2 separate regions of the Aedes albopictus genome follow, and region 2 is linked to region 1. The links are chromatin contacts, called in public Hi-C maps. All regions are on one chromosome and are shown on one strand. The core of a region is the stretch at or near the end of the contact, and the rest is flanking DNA. Distances in the headings are between cores, read along the strand shown. Region 1 holds the start of LOC109418407 (serine/threonine-protein phosphatase PP1-beta catalytic subunit). Region 2 holds the start of LOC115254271.

Region 1 (6,139 bases), core at 1,979-4,478:
ATTGGAATACATTTTCAGCTTAAACCGGTTCTTTAAAACGGGACTGTAGATGATTAACACTTTGTCCATAATTTCGTTAGATATCACATAGCATTCTCGCCACAAATTTATGAAAATTCTTTTAAGCATTTTGTGAAGGATCAGAATCAGAATTGTTTCAGAAATTCACATTTATCTCAGAATATTGCAAACATACAGATTTTGAAGAAACGCATTAATTATTTTTACATCGAATAACATATTCATTGGTTGAAATTGGATGAAATCCCGATCTTTTAACTTTTGTGATGAAACAGCTCCTAGACCTTCGCTTCACGCAGTCTCTTAGTGGATGGCGACAATGGGCGTCTCTTTGCAACGTGCAATTCCCTGCCAAAATTTGTATTAAAATTCCAGGCTCTTCATAAACCTAAAATGTCACAAATGTTAGAAATTAACCCTAAAAGGGATACCTTTATGGCCTCAGTTTCGTCACCTCGCTGAGTTTGTTCCATCAAAGACGAGCTCTGAAAGGCGCCTGGGGTCCAAGGTAACCCAGGTCCCAGGTATCCCTTTTAGGGTTAATTGGATAATTATGATTACCATTTTACCATTTTACTTTGATGATTGTTGAGAATTTCTGACGTTTTATCGTTTTATTATCAACAACTAACATTTTCATCTTCGCAAAGTTTGCTTTGATTCATCCATTATGATTATTATAGCGGCGGCAAGAATTGTCAGAAGGGGGTGATTCAAGTACAGTGCGGGAAATAAGTATAAAGACAGGGCCGTTTTCCATACAAAATAATCATGTTTAGGGATCAAAATCTCTTTTTCTAGCGATTCGATTGTTATGGAATTTTGTCTGCCACCTTAAAATAACTAGAATTTTGACTAGAAACATAAATCATCATCCATGAAAACGTTTATATCGACTTTTCAGATTCAATTAAATATAAAGACACTGATTTCCATATAAAAATGTGTCTTTATATTTATTTGAATCTGAAAAGTCGATATAAACGTTTTCATGGATGATGATTTATATTTCTAGCCAAAATTCTAGTAATTTTAAGGTGGCAGACAAAATTCCATAACAATCGAATCGCTAGAAAAAGATATTTTGATCCCTAAACATGATTATTTTGTATGGAAAACGGCTCTGTCTTTATACTTATTTCTCGCACTGTATTATGGCACGCTAGCGGAAAAAGCTGGATACAATCATGTCGCCTATCTCAACGGATAGAAGCCGTTCATGAGGCAGTCAACCTTTGGGTGAACTTCATCATTTTATCGCCTAACTCAACGGACAGAATCCGTAATGTGGTGCTCCTCCAGTTGACGTCTCGACTAATAATGATAATTTGAAGATCTCGGCCTACTCACTGATCTGCTAAACTACCACACTTATGCCGTTTTTCTTTTTTAACCTGGGTTGGAACTGGATTGGCGGAAAATGTATAAACTTTAGTACAAGCGAAACCGAAATCGGGTTGGGGTTCAAACTGTGATCTCATCCAGTTCCAACCCAGGTTGGAACTGGATCAAAAAGAAAAATGGCATTAGAATCATCAATCTACTGTCAGCCCTATCACTTATATAGTCAAGCGAGGGTTGCTGTGATCAAATTCAAATATAGCGCATTTAGTTCACCACTGGACTATCGCAATAGTTTTCAAGAGTGCGAAACGGCAAATAAAAGTGCGCGATTGCATCCACTCGACTCGGTGTCTTCAGAGCACTTATTCATCATACATCGAAGCATTAGTGCGCCGAAGACATCAATTTGATTTGATGCAATCGCGCATGTTGCGGGGGCATAAGGGGAATTTACACCGGGTTTTTAGCAGCCTCAGATCAACGCGAATCGTGCGTTTGTGCAGCTTTAAACTGCAAATATAGTTTTTATTAGTTCAATAAAATAGGAATTTACACTGTAACTTTTCTTACACTTTCGGTGACGCCCTTTACACACGTTCTGCCTTTAACAGCGCAACAGAGTTCTTGATACTGTTGGTCCTAGCATAGCACATTTTGTCTAGCTATAAATAATTCATTTGAGTTAAATAATTCACATATAAAGAATTTCCTATCATTATTACTCACCCTTACATGAACTAGAATAATAAATTCAATTTAGACTAAACAATGCAAGAAATAATAGTATCTAATAAATTCGTGCAACTATCCTGACCATTTCGGCAGGGTTTTACGTCTCGCTGGCTCTCGTAATCTAACATTTTATCTATTTGAGGCTTCTTTGTTACTCATTATTGCCTCTTTTGACACATCAAGAGGCAGTGTGGCCAGCGGCAACAGCGCAGTTTTATTTACGTTTTCGCACTTCAGACTCAGTGCGCAGTCCAGTGGTGAACTAAATGCGGTTTGGATATATTTGTATACAAATGATTGCTGGGATCCAACATATACAACAGTACAGAGAAAATGGCAAGCCGACCAACAGCAAGTTGAAGGGCTTTATCAGGGAGCTTGAGTTCAAGTCTGTAGTCACGGGGGTGAATCTTCATCACGAAAAGAGCCGCTCGTTTGATTGCTGGACCTGGTGGTGGAAAGCAAGCTTTTTTGTACAGCGAGCATAGGGCGGGAGCGAGGTACGCTTTGATGATTTTTATTTCTCCAAGGAAATTGGTTCCAATCTAGTTCTCCCAGTGAAAATTTTGCCACTTCCACCTCGAAACTTCAAATTTGTTCGAAGATACACATCTGTTCTGTGCTGTAGTGTCAGCCAGGAAGCAATCTTCCAGGGGAGAGAGAGAGGACAACTTAAAGCGGTAGCTGGTGGAGCGCTTACCATCAGAGGGTGCTCGTACGGCCCCCTCCTTTTCTCGAAGTCGTCCCTGACCGGCGCTCCGCGAAGGTAAGGTTGAGAGAATGAGGTTTTAGTGGGTCGGTCCTATAAAAAGAAAAACAAAAAGGTTAATCACAGGCGAGCAGCAGCATGTCTTACGAACGTCTCGCAGTTGTCTAACATGCATTTTACTTGCTGGGATTTTTTATTTCCTGTTCAAAAATTACGCACGAAACGGGCAACATTGTGCACACCCCTGACGACAGACAGCCCTGCCAAGCTACTTATCGTTTTCCTGTTCGATTTGCGCATCAAACGATGAATCGGTGTCGTTGTGTGCGTGAGCACGACAATCGTCCGCACTCCGACACACAAACACACGCCCATCACCAGAAAAAAAAAAAAGTTTGAGCGAACGCCGAGCGAGTCTTCTTCATTCTCGTGTCGTCGTGCCGTGCGGTGTGTGATGTGAATATACTTTGCGAGCGAGCCAGGAAGCCGAGTCCGAGTGCCACAGCTACTACCGAGTTGAGTCGACGAATCTACTACCAAAGCCGCGTTCCGTTCCGGTCGGTGTGTGTCCAGCGAAGCCAGCCACTGTCTCATCATTCGATTAGTAGCATTTTCCGCGACTGGCAGCAGATCGAAGTTCCGCGTTTTCGTTGCGCGTTCTCCAAGAGTGTGCGGTGTGTGAAGATTGTGGTGCGGTTCTCGGTCCATCATCAGTCGGAGAGTGCTCGGAATTTGGAATTTCGGAATTGGGTGTGAGCCGAGAAAGGTGAATATTTTCTTCTTCATCCGGACGGATTTTGATTCGATTGGATTGGACACGGACTGTAAACCGGGAGGGAAAAATCTGATTTTATTTTTTTTTATTGCGTATCATCGTAGTAGTCACCCCTGACGAGAAGCGGTGCACGTTTTGTGCCGTCGTGCGAATGTTGTGCTGGGGGAATGAAAATTAGTGCTCCCGATTACACTGAAGTTTTTTTTTACGCGGTTTTTTTTTACGCGGTTTTTTTTTACGCGGTTTTTTTTACGCGGTCCGTCCTAAAAAAAAACCGCGTTATTTCAAGACCCGTCGTAAAAAAAAACCGCGTTATTTCAAAAACCGTCGTAAAAAAAATCCGCGTTTTTTCAAAAACACGCGTAAAATAGTCAGCACCACATCTAACGTGACTTGACTTTTTTTACGACGTTTTTTGAAATAACGCGGTTTTTTTTTACGACGGGTCTTGAAATAACGCGGTTTTTTTTTACGACGGGTCTTGAAATAACGCGGTTTTTTTTTACGCGGTTTTTTTTTACGCGGGACCATTACCGTCGTAAAAAAAAACTTCAGTGTATTCATTATTTTTGCGGAATTGTGTCGGATCTAGCGGACGAGTGGTGGTGTGCGACGGATGAGCAGAGACGATCGCATGGCGGTGATCTAGATTACAGTTTTTTTTTCGCTCATCGTGGCATCTCTGATGAAAAAGGGTGTGTGTGCGAGAAAACTTCAATTCGGGAAGAAAATTTCGTTCAGTGTGTGAAGGAATTCCGATCCGTGCGTAGCAATCCGGGAGTTTCGGTTGTCTGTGGGATTCTGACAGATGCGGGGGAAGTAAATAAAATAAACGCAGATCTGTGCGATTTGAATGAGTGAGTGTTCCTTTCGAAGGAAGTACGGGCAATTTTCTTGCCAGCTGTTGTCATCCGGGACCAGTCAGTCAGTCAGTCAGTCAGTGTGCGCGGAACAGGGGGATTTAAACTTGCCAGTGCCATATAGGTCGTGTCTTGTGCAAAAAAGGGAAGATATTGTGTGATTGTGTGATGGATCATTATCACCCAGTCCAGCTAGAGAAGTGGCTGACAGTGTATTTGTAAATATATCAGTCATTGCGTGTGTCGGATTCCAGCAAAGCTCACACAAAGTAGTGCGAAAAAAACAGGGTAAAAAAACGTGACGAAGACGAGTGTGAAGAACCGTAAACCTAGGGTGATTTAAAGGGGGAATCGACCTGCGGTGGACAGAAGGCAGGGCAACTTTTTGAAGTGAAAAAATGAAGAATAAACACGAGACGATGAAAAGTGAAGCACACACATTCACGAGAGGGCGGATAGTAACGACACAGAAGAAGGGAACAACAACATTCACATGCCCCGCGCAGTGGCCGCCCGCTCGGGATGACCTCCGTCGGACGTCGCAGCGCTCCGGACGAAAGTTACCCTCGTTAATCCTGGTGCACAGTGGGAAAGGAGATGGGTTTCACAATGAAACTTGATTTTGGGTTGGGATGGTTCAATGAAAGTAACCCAGAAAATGTGATTTATCGATAGATGTTGCGTTTTGATTCGTTGGGAGAAGAATGCGTAAAAATTGATCAAGTCTACTTTAGAAATTAGTCGAAAGTCAACGAGAATCTCAGCATTTCGTCAAAATATCTATAACTACTAAGTAAAAGCATTAAAAACTTAGAATGGTTTTGGCTAATATCTAAATTAATGAGTACAATGAATAAGACATGAAACAACTTGAAATTATCAAGGAATTCCATTTACCTTGGAAGTATTTTGGAATTATCTGAGAATTCTGTGACTATGTAGATATCATTTATTTACCCAGAAATTCTTTCTGGGTTTCTTGCAACAGTTTATCTGGTTTTTATTAAAGATTTCCTGATAGGATTCTTCCAGGAAAATCTTCTTGAACTCATCTGAGATTTTTCCAGAAGCATCTGGAATTCCTTCAGTAATATCTTCTGGAACTCCCTAAAGTTTTTGAAAAATGCTCTCTACAATCGCCTTTGGAATACCCCTAGGATTTGGCACTGCGTCAAGAGTTTCTTCCACGAGATCCTTTTAGGAATCTTAAAGGAGTTACTGCCTATGTTCGCATATCAGTCCCATATTTGCAGGATTTCTTATTCATATGGGACAATTATGCGATCATAGGCAGTTTAAGTCATAAATACAATATGGAAATCCTCCAGATATTCCTTCTCTGAATTCTCCCAAACTTCTTTCCAAAAATGATCCAAGGGTCCCTTCTGGAAATAGTCCAGGGGCTCCTTCTGAAAATCCTTCAAGGTTTCCTTGGAGATATTCTCCAGGAGCACCCTTGACAAATCTTCAAAAGTTTCTTTTGATAAGCTTCCAGAAATGGCTTTTGGGAGTCCTATTGGTGATCCTTTGAAATCCTTTCACGAGTTGATTATAGAAAGCTTCCAGAAGTTTCTTTTGAAAATACCTAAGGAGTTTCTTATGGGATTCTTCCATGAGTTTTTCTTTGTCTAAAAATATTCCCGGAGTTCCTTTTATTATTATTAGCTTTATTAAGGAGATTTTCAGTACGCGACTGGT
Region 2 (6,139 bases), core at 1,607-4,106, 270 kb after region 1:
GGCCTTTTACAAGGATACTGTAGCTTTCATTTGGTGCTAAGAGAACCCAAATCGGTTGACAGACGGCTGAGATATTTATTATGATACACTTGGTCAAAAATCTCTCAAAAGGTTAATCTGTATTACTCCCAAATACTCTTTGAAAGATATCTCGATAACCAAAAGTCTAATCCTAATAAAATTGTATAGGGTTCTACTAGGATGTTATAGCTTTCATTTGGTGCCAGGAGAATCGAAATCGATTGACAGACGGCTGAGATATTTATTATGATACACTTGGTCAAAAATCTCAAAAAGTTTAGTTGTATAAGTCCTAAGTACTCTTCGAAAGATATCTCAGTAACCAAATGTCCAATCGAAATAAAATTTCAGAGCGTTCTACTGGGATGTTGTAGCTTTCATTTGCTGCCAAGAGAACTCAAATCGGTTGACAGACGGCTAAGATATTCATCAATATGCTAAATGTCAAAAATGTCTCAAAAAGCTAACCTATGTTACTTCAAAGTACTCTTCGAAAGATATCTCGGTAACCAAACGTCCGATCGTAATAAAATTCAATAGGGTTCTACTAGGATGTTGTGTAGCTTTCATTTGCAACTAAGAGAATCCAAATCGGATATCAGACGGCTGAGAAACGTGCGTGACTTTTTTTTGTAACATACGCACACACACACATACACACACACATACACACACACACATACACACACACACATACACACACACACACACACACATACATACACACACACAGACATTTGCTCAGTTCGTCGAGCTGAGTTGATTGGTATATGTGACTCGGCCCTGCGGGCCTCGGATCGAAAGTCGGTTTTTCGAGCGGTATTTATACCCTTCTTATGGGTGTAAGAAGGGTAAAAACAAGTTAACAGGATATTAAAATTTTTATAATGAACCTGTTTTCACATTATACAACATATTTAAATAAAAACTTGTTGCGATGTTTTGTTATAAGCCACAACATTTATATGCATGATCTTACAAATTTGGTTACAAGTATGTTGCATAAGCTTTGTTCAGGAACTCGGGGATCTAAATATCTTTCAGTTTATTCTCCTAGGAATTTACTATAAAATTTATAGAGTTAAATCAATATTTTGTAGTTTCTGAACAAAACGTTCATTTCTTCTCTTTGCAGTGCGAGGATGTCGACCGGGCAAGGCGGTACCCATGTCAGAAGAAGAAATCCGTGGACTGTGCCTAAAGTCGCGAGAAATTTTCCTACAGCAGCCCATCCTTCTTGAGCTGGAAGCACCCCTGAAAATTTGCGGTAAGTGAATAATATTCTGAAAAAAAAAAAAACATATCGAAAACATCCTTGTTCTCTTTGTTCCTATCAACCAGGTGACATCCACGGCCAGTACACAGATCTGCTGCGGCTGTTCGAGTACGGTGGATTCCCCCCGGAGGCCAACTACCTGTTCCTGGGCGACTACGTGGACCGAGGCAAACAGTCGCTGGAGACGATCTGCCTGCTGTTGGCCTACAAAATCAAATACCCAGAGAACTTTTTCCTGCTGCGGGGCAATCATGAGTGTGCCAGTATTAATAGGATATACGGTAAGCGCGTCAGTCCATGAAGTGGTCCTTGGGTAGATTTGATAAATCATCGTTCATGTCGTTCGGTTTTATTTGCAGGATTTTACGACGAATGCAAACGGAGGTACAACGTGAAGCTGTGGAAAACCTTCACCGACTGCTTCAACTGCTTACCGATTGCGGCCATTATTGACGAGAAGATCTTCTGCTGCCACGGTGGGCTGAGTCCGGATTTGAATGTGAGTACAATGAAAAATGTCTACTTGTTTTATTTTATTTCATTGTTTTTTGTCCTTGGCAGCATATGGAGCAGATCAGAAGAATCATGAGGCCAACCGACGTTCCCGACACTGGGCTGCTGTGCGATTTGCTGTGGAGTGACCCAGATAAGGATGTGAAGGTATTTAAAACGGTATTCACATTCACCAAGTTCACGGCCCTCAATGGTCTCTTAATCTTCCCAACAGGGCTGGGGCGAAAACGATCGCGGTGTGAGTTTCACCTTCGGCGTCGACGTGGTGTCCAAGTTTCTCAGTATGCACGATCTGGATCTGATCTGCCGGGCGCACCAGGTCGTCGAGGATGGGTACGAATTCTTTGCCAAACGCTCGCTGGTCACGCTCTTCTCTGCTCCGAACTACTGCGGAGAGTTTGACAACGCCGGTGGAATGATGTCGGTCGACGAGAATCTAATGTGTTCATTTCAGGTTGGTTGACTGGACGGGATGTCCTAGATTCGAGTGAAAGCTAATTCGTGGAATCTGTCTCCTTTTGCAGATCCTGAAACCATCGGAGAAGAAGGCCAAGTACCAGTACTCTGGCACGAACGCGCAGCGACCGCAGACGCCCCAGCGGAACCAGAATCAACAGCTGCCGCCGAGCAAACGGAAATAATAATTTCTCTCCCTTCTGAATCGCTATCTGACCCGACGACGGCGCGGCGGCGGCGGCAGTGGTGGTGGTGGCGGCGGAAGCAGCAGCAGCAGGAAACAAAAAGCGTCATCATCATCGTCATCATCAGCAGCAGAACCTGCAGGATCGGGACCATCTGATCTGGCAAATACCCCACCCGCTCCACCACCACCATCGTCTCTGTCTTCATCATCATCATCAACCGCAGCAGCAGCAGCAGCATCATCATCAGCCGTCCCCGTCGGCGCCGGGGCAGGTTTGTCCGATTCATTCTCCAGCAGTAACAGCAGTAGTAGCGCCCTAGAAAACCAAAATCACCACCCCCGCCATTATCAGCAGCACTCCCGACGACCGTCCTCTTCCTCCCAGCAACAGCAATCGCCATTTATGGGCCCCTCCTGTGATTATGAACCAGTAAGACACGTGCACTACAGTAACAACCATCACCACCACCACGAAGACGACGACGATCCGGAACCGAACGAGGAGGAGTACGAGGAAGAACTGATTGTAACCATACCACCCCCTCCGCCCCCTCCCGCCCAGGTAATGGTGCAGCAGTTGCACTCGTTGCGTCTGCACTCACCATCAGTAGAATCATCACCGTCACCGTCAGCGTCAGCATTGCCACCTCGGGCCGTAACCGTACAAATCGCCGTTCCTCCGCCATCTAGTTCTAGTTCTTCCGCCTCCGCCGGATCACCGTGGGTACCGCTGAAGTCGTCGTCGTCGTCGTCCTCTTCGGCACCCTCATCAGCATCATCGACAGCACCGATCGGCGGCACCGGTGGGCTTCCTCCGCCGCTGCAATCTGCATCATCATCATCGTCAGCGTCATCGTCAGTAACGTTCTCCACCTTTCGGAGGGTTCATTGATGGGGGTTTTAAGGGAGGGACGCATCCAAATTTCTTCGATTTAAAATTTGCAGTAGAGAGAATTAGGATTAGTGCTTGATTAGCTTTCTTTTTTTAGGTTCGTCAAATGAAGCTTCGGAAAGAAGCTTTCTCACACGCATACACAAGAGTAAATCACAACTGAGTCATTTTAGTTTTTAGAGATGAACTTTTGTACTTTTTCTTTATATTTTAGAAGATGTTTTTTTTTCTCTTTTTCTTCAGTTTGATCAGGTTAAAAAACAAACATTCTCGAAACGTTGGGCTTAAGTCACAGAAAACAGAAGAAACAAATGGAACTCCATGAAAAATTTCTGAGCATAAATACAGCACGCATATGGACAGCGAAAAAAAATCATGTGGTTGAACAATTGTTTTGTGGAGAAATCCGTTTTTCCATGAAATTGGTGAATCTGTTTTTTTTTTAACTTATCTTTTTTTGTAGTTTCAAATCATTTTCTTCTGAAATAACAACGTAGGTATTACATTTTCAACTGATTCTTCTGGGTCTATTTGGGTTCTGGTTTCACGCTGCATATCTGAGCACTGGCATGTTTTTAAACCAACCAGAATGAAGAACAGTAGCGTGAACATCTCTACGGCGACTCGAATGGAATCGGGCGCTCCGAACACAATGCCATTGAAATTGTTACACGGTCGTCCCGATGTTCTTCAATGTTGTACCTAAACCAGAGAGTATCCGGTATCAGTAGGTCGACTCTAGAGGCACGTTCCCCTCCGTTTGGGAAATTTGTGCCATAACTACTCTTGCGTGGTCATCCTGATCAATACGATTGTCGTTTTCTTACCAAGCGTGGTCGTCCCAACGTACTTGTTGTGTCTAAACAGTATGTCAAGCATGGTCGTCCGACCATTTCAGCTATTGGGTGGTCGTCTCGACGTGCTTCAATACTGCACTTAAACAGTGTGCAAAATGCGGTCGTCCCAAACAACATGCCATGTCAACTCTTGCGTGGTCGTTCTGATCAATACGACTTTGTCATTTCCTCTAGGGAATGTGCAAAGCGTGGTCGTCCCGACGTGCTTGCTATGCCTAAACAGTGCAATTCAGGGTTGTCTCGAACAACATTCTATTTCAACTGCTGTGAGGTCGTCCCGACATGCTTTAATGCTGTGCCTAAATAGTGTACAAAGCATGGCCTGGCCATCCCGAACAACATGTCATTTCAACTGTTGCGTGGTCGTCCCGATGTGCTTCAATGCAGTGCCTTAACGGCATAAACAGTGTATAAAGCATGGTCATCCCGAACAACATGCGTGATCATCCCGATCTCGATGCGACTTTGTCATTTACTTGGGAAATATGCAAAGCCTGGTCGTCCCGATATGCTTCAATGTTGTGTCTTCATCCATCACATTGACGTGGAAACAGCCTTCCGTATGGGGACTCGAAGGAAGACCACTACATGGCTGTTCCGAATGGTGTGGCCAGTAAACCCAATCAAGTCTGCAAGTTGGAATAATCTCTGTATGGTTTGAAGCAGAGCCTTAGATCCTGGAACGAAAAGCTGAACCATTTGCTGATCATTTGTCCACTCCAAACATGACTAATGTCTTTACGTAAGAAGCATCGACAAATAGACGATGGATTAGTGTACTTCATCATCTGTGTTAACGATTTGCTACTTATTGGAAGTATACCCTCCACTCGCAAAACAGTCCCATATGAAAAGGAAAACCAGCAAAGATGGAACTGTTATGCGAGTGGTGGCAGTATACGTCTGACAAAAGAAGTCAAGCAAGCTTTATAATGTCAGTTCCAAATATCAAAACGTGGGTAAACTCAAGAAGCAGCAATCATTTAAGCTCTAGCAACCAAGTTTAGACTCAAAAACTGCGCAAAGCAGTCAAGACACCGATTGGTCATCATACCTGGATGATTCAAGAGAATGTGTTGATCGTCCTATGAAGTTTGGTGTACCGTACACAATGTTGTGCGTTAGGCCTGACATCATGAGGTTCACTAGCAAATGCCGAAGAAAATCGTACGCTATTTGAAAGGTTCCAAACCCATGAGGCTGAAATATTAACGCCCAACAGAGAAAGAACGAATCTGCGCTGATTGGATTCGCTGATGTTAATCAGTTGATCGATAGACAGAAGGAAATTCTTGTGGAATCTCAGAAAGAGCTCTTCGAGGATTCCCAGAAGGACGTCATGGAGAAATTCCAGAAGGAATTTCTAGAGGATTCTCAGAAAGAACACCTGTACAATTCCCGGACGTCTTCCAGATGGAATTTTTAGAAGATTTCCAGAAAAAAAATCCCATGGAAGATTTCAGGAAGTTAGTCCAGGAAGGCTTTTAGAAGAAAATTCTGAAGGATTCTTAGATAGACGGCCGGAGGATTCCTAGAAGAAACTCCTGGAGGATTTCCAGAGAAAAACTTGAAGGTTTCCAGAAGAAATTTGTGGAGGATTCTCAGATACAACTCTTGGAGGATTCCCAGAAGAAACTCCTAGAGATTTTCAAAATGCAGTCCTAGAGGATTCCCATAAGGAACATCTGAAGAAATTTCAGAAGAATTTTCTGGGAATACCTAGAACAGACTTCTGGAAGATTTGCGGAAGGAATTCCGGGTACGCTTCCATCATAAATTCCTGAAATATTTTCGGAAACAGATTTTGCAGGATTTCCAGAAGTATTCCTCGAGGCTTCTCAGAAGAAACTGGAAGACTACCAAACGGAATTCAAGGAGGGCCTCCCAAAAGGAATTTTTGAAGGATTCCCAGAAATTATTTTTGGATAATTTCTAGA

The links. A called contact is a pair of places that touch in the nucleus more often than the background predicts.
Region 2: a contact with region 1 is called in a Hi-C map of embryo, with 4 times the contacts expected there. The contact joins the promoter of LOC115254271 here to the promoter of LOC109418407 in region 1. A contact is called at or near these places in 2 of 3 Hi-C or Micro-C datasets (embryo and whole body).

Annotation. Positions count from the first base shown.
Region 1 is chr3:25,591,118-25,597,256 of AalbF5, forward strand. LOC109418407 (serine/threonine-protein phosphatase PP1-beta catalytic subunit) reads left to right here and starts at 3,229. Exons shown (of 8, transcript XM_029865674.2): 1 at 3,229-3,572.
Region 2 is chr3:25,866,465-25,872,603 of AalbF5, forward strand. It overlaps LOC115254271, which reads left to right and starts at 2,857. Exons shown (of 1, transcript XM_029853880.2): 1 at 2,857-3,345. The coding sequence starts at 2,857. The coding sequence ends at 3,345. LOC109418407 (serine/threonine-protein phosphatase PP1-beta catalytic subunit) reads left to right here. Exons shown (of 8, transcript XM_029865674.2): 3 at 1,157-1,288; 4 at 1,363-1,578; 5 at 1,657-1,796; 6 at 1,859-1,957; 7 at 2,025-2,264; 8 at 2,335-6,139. The coding sequence ends at 2,451.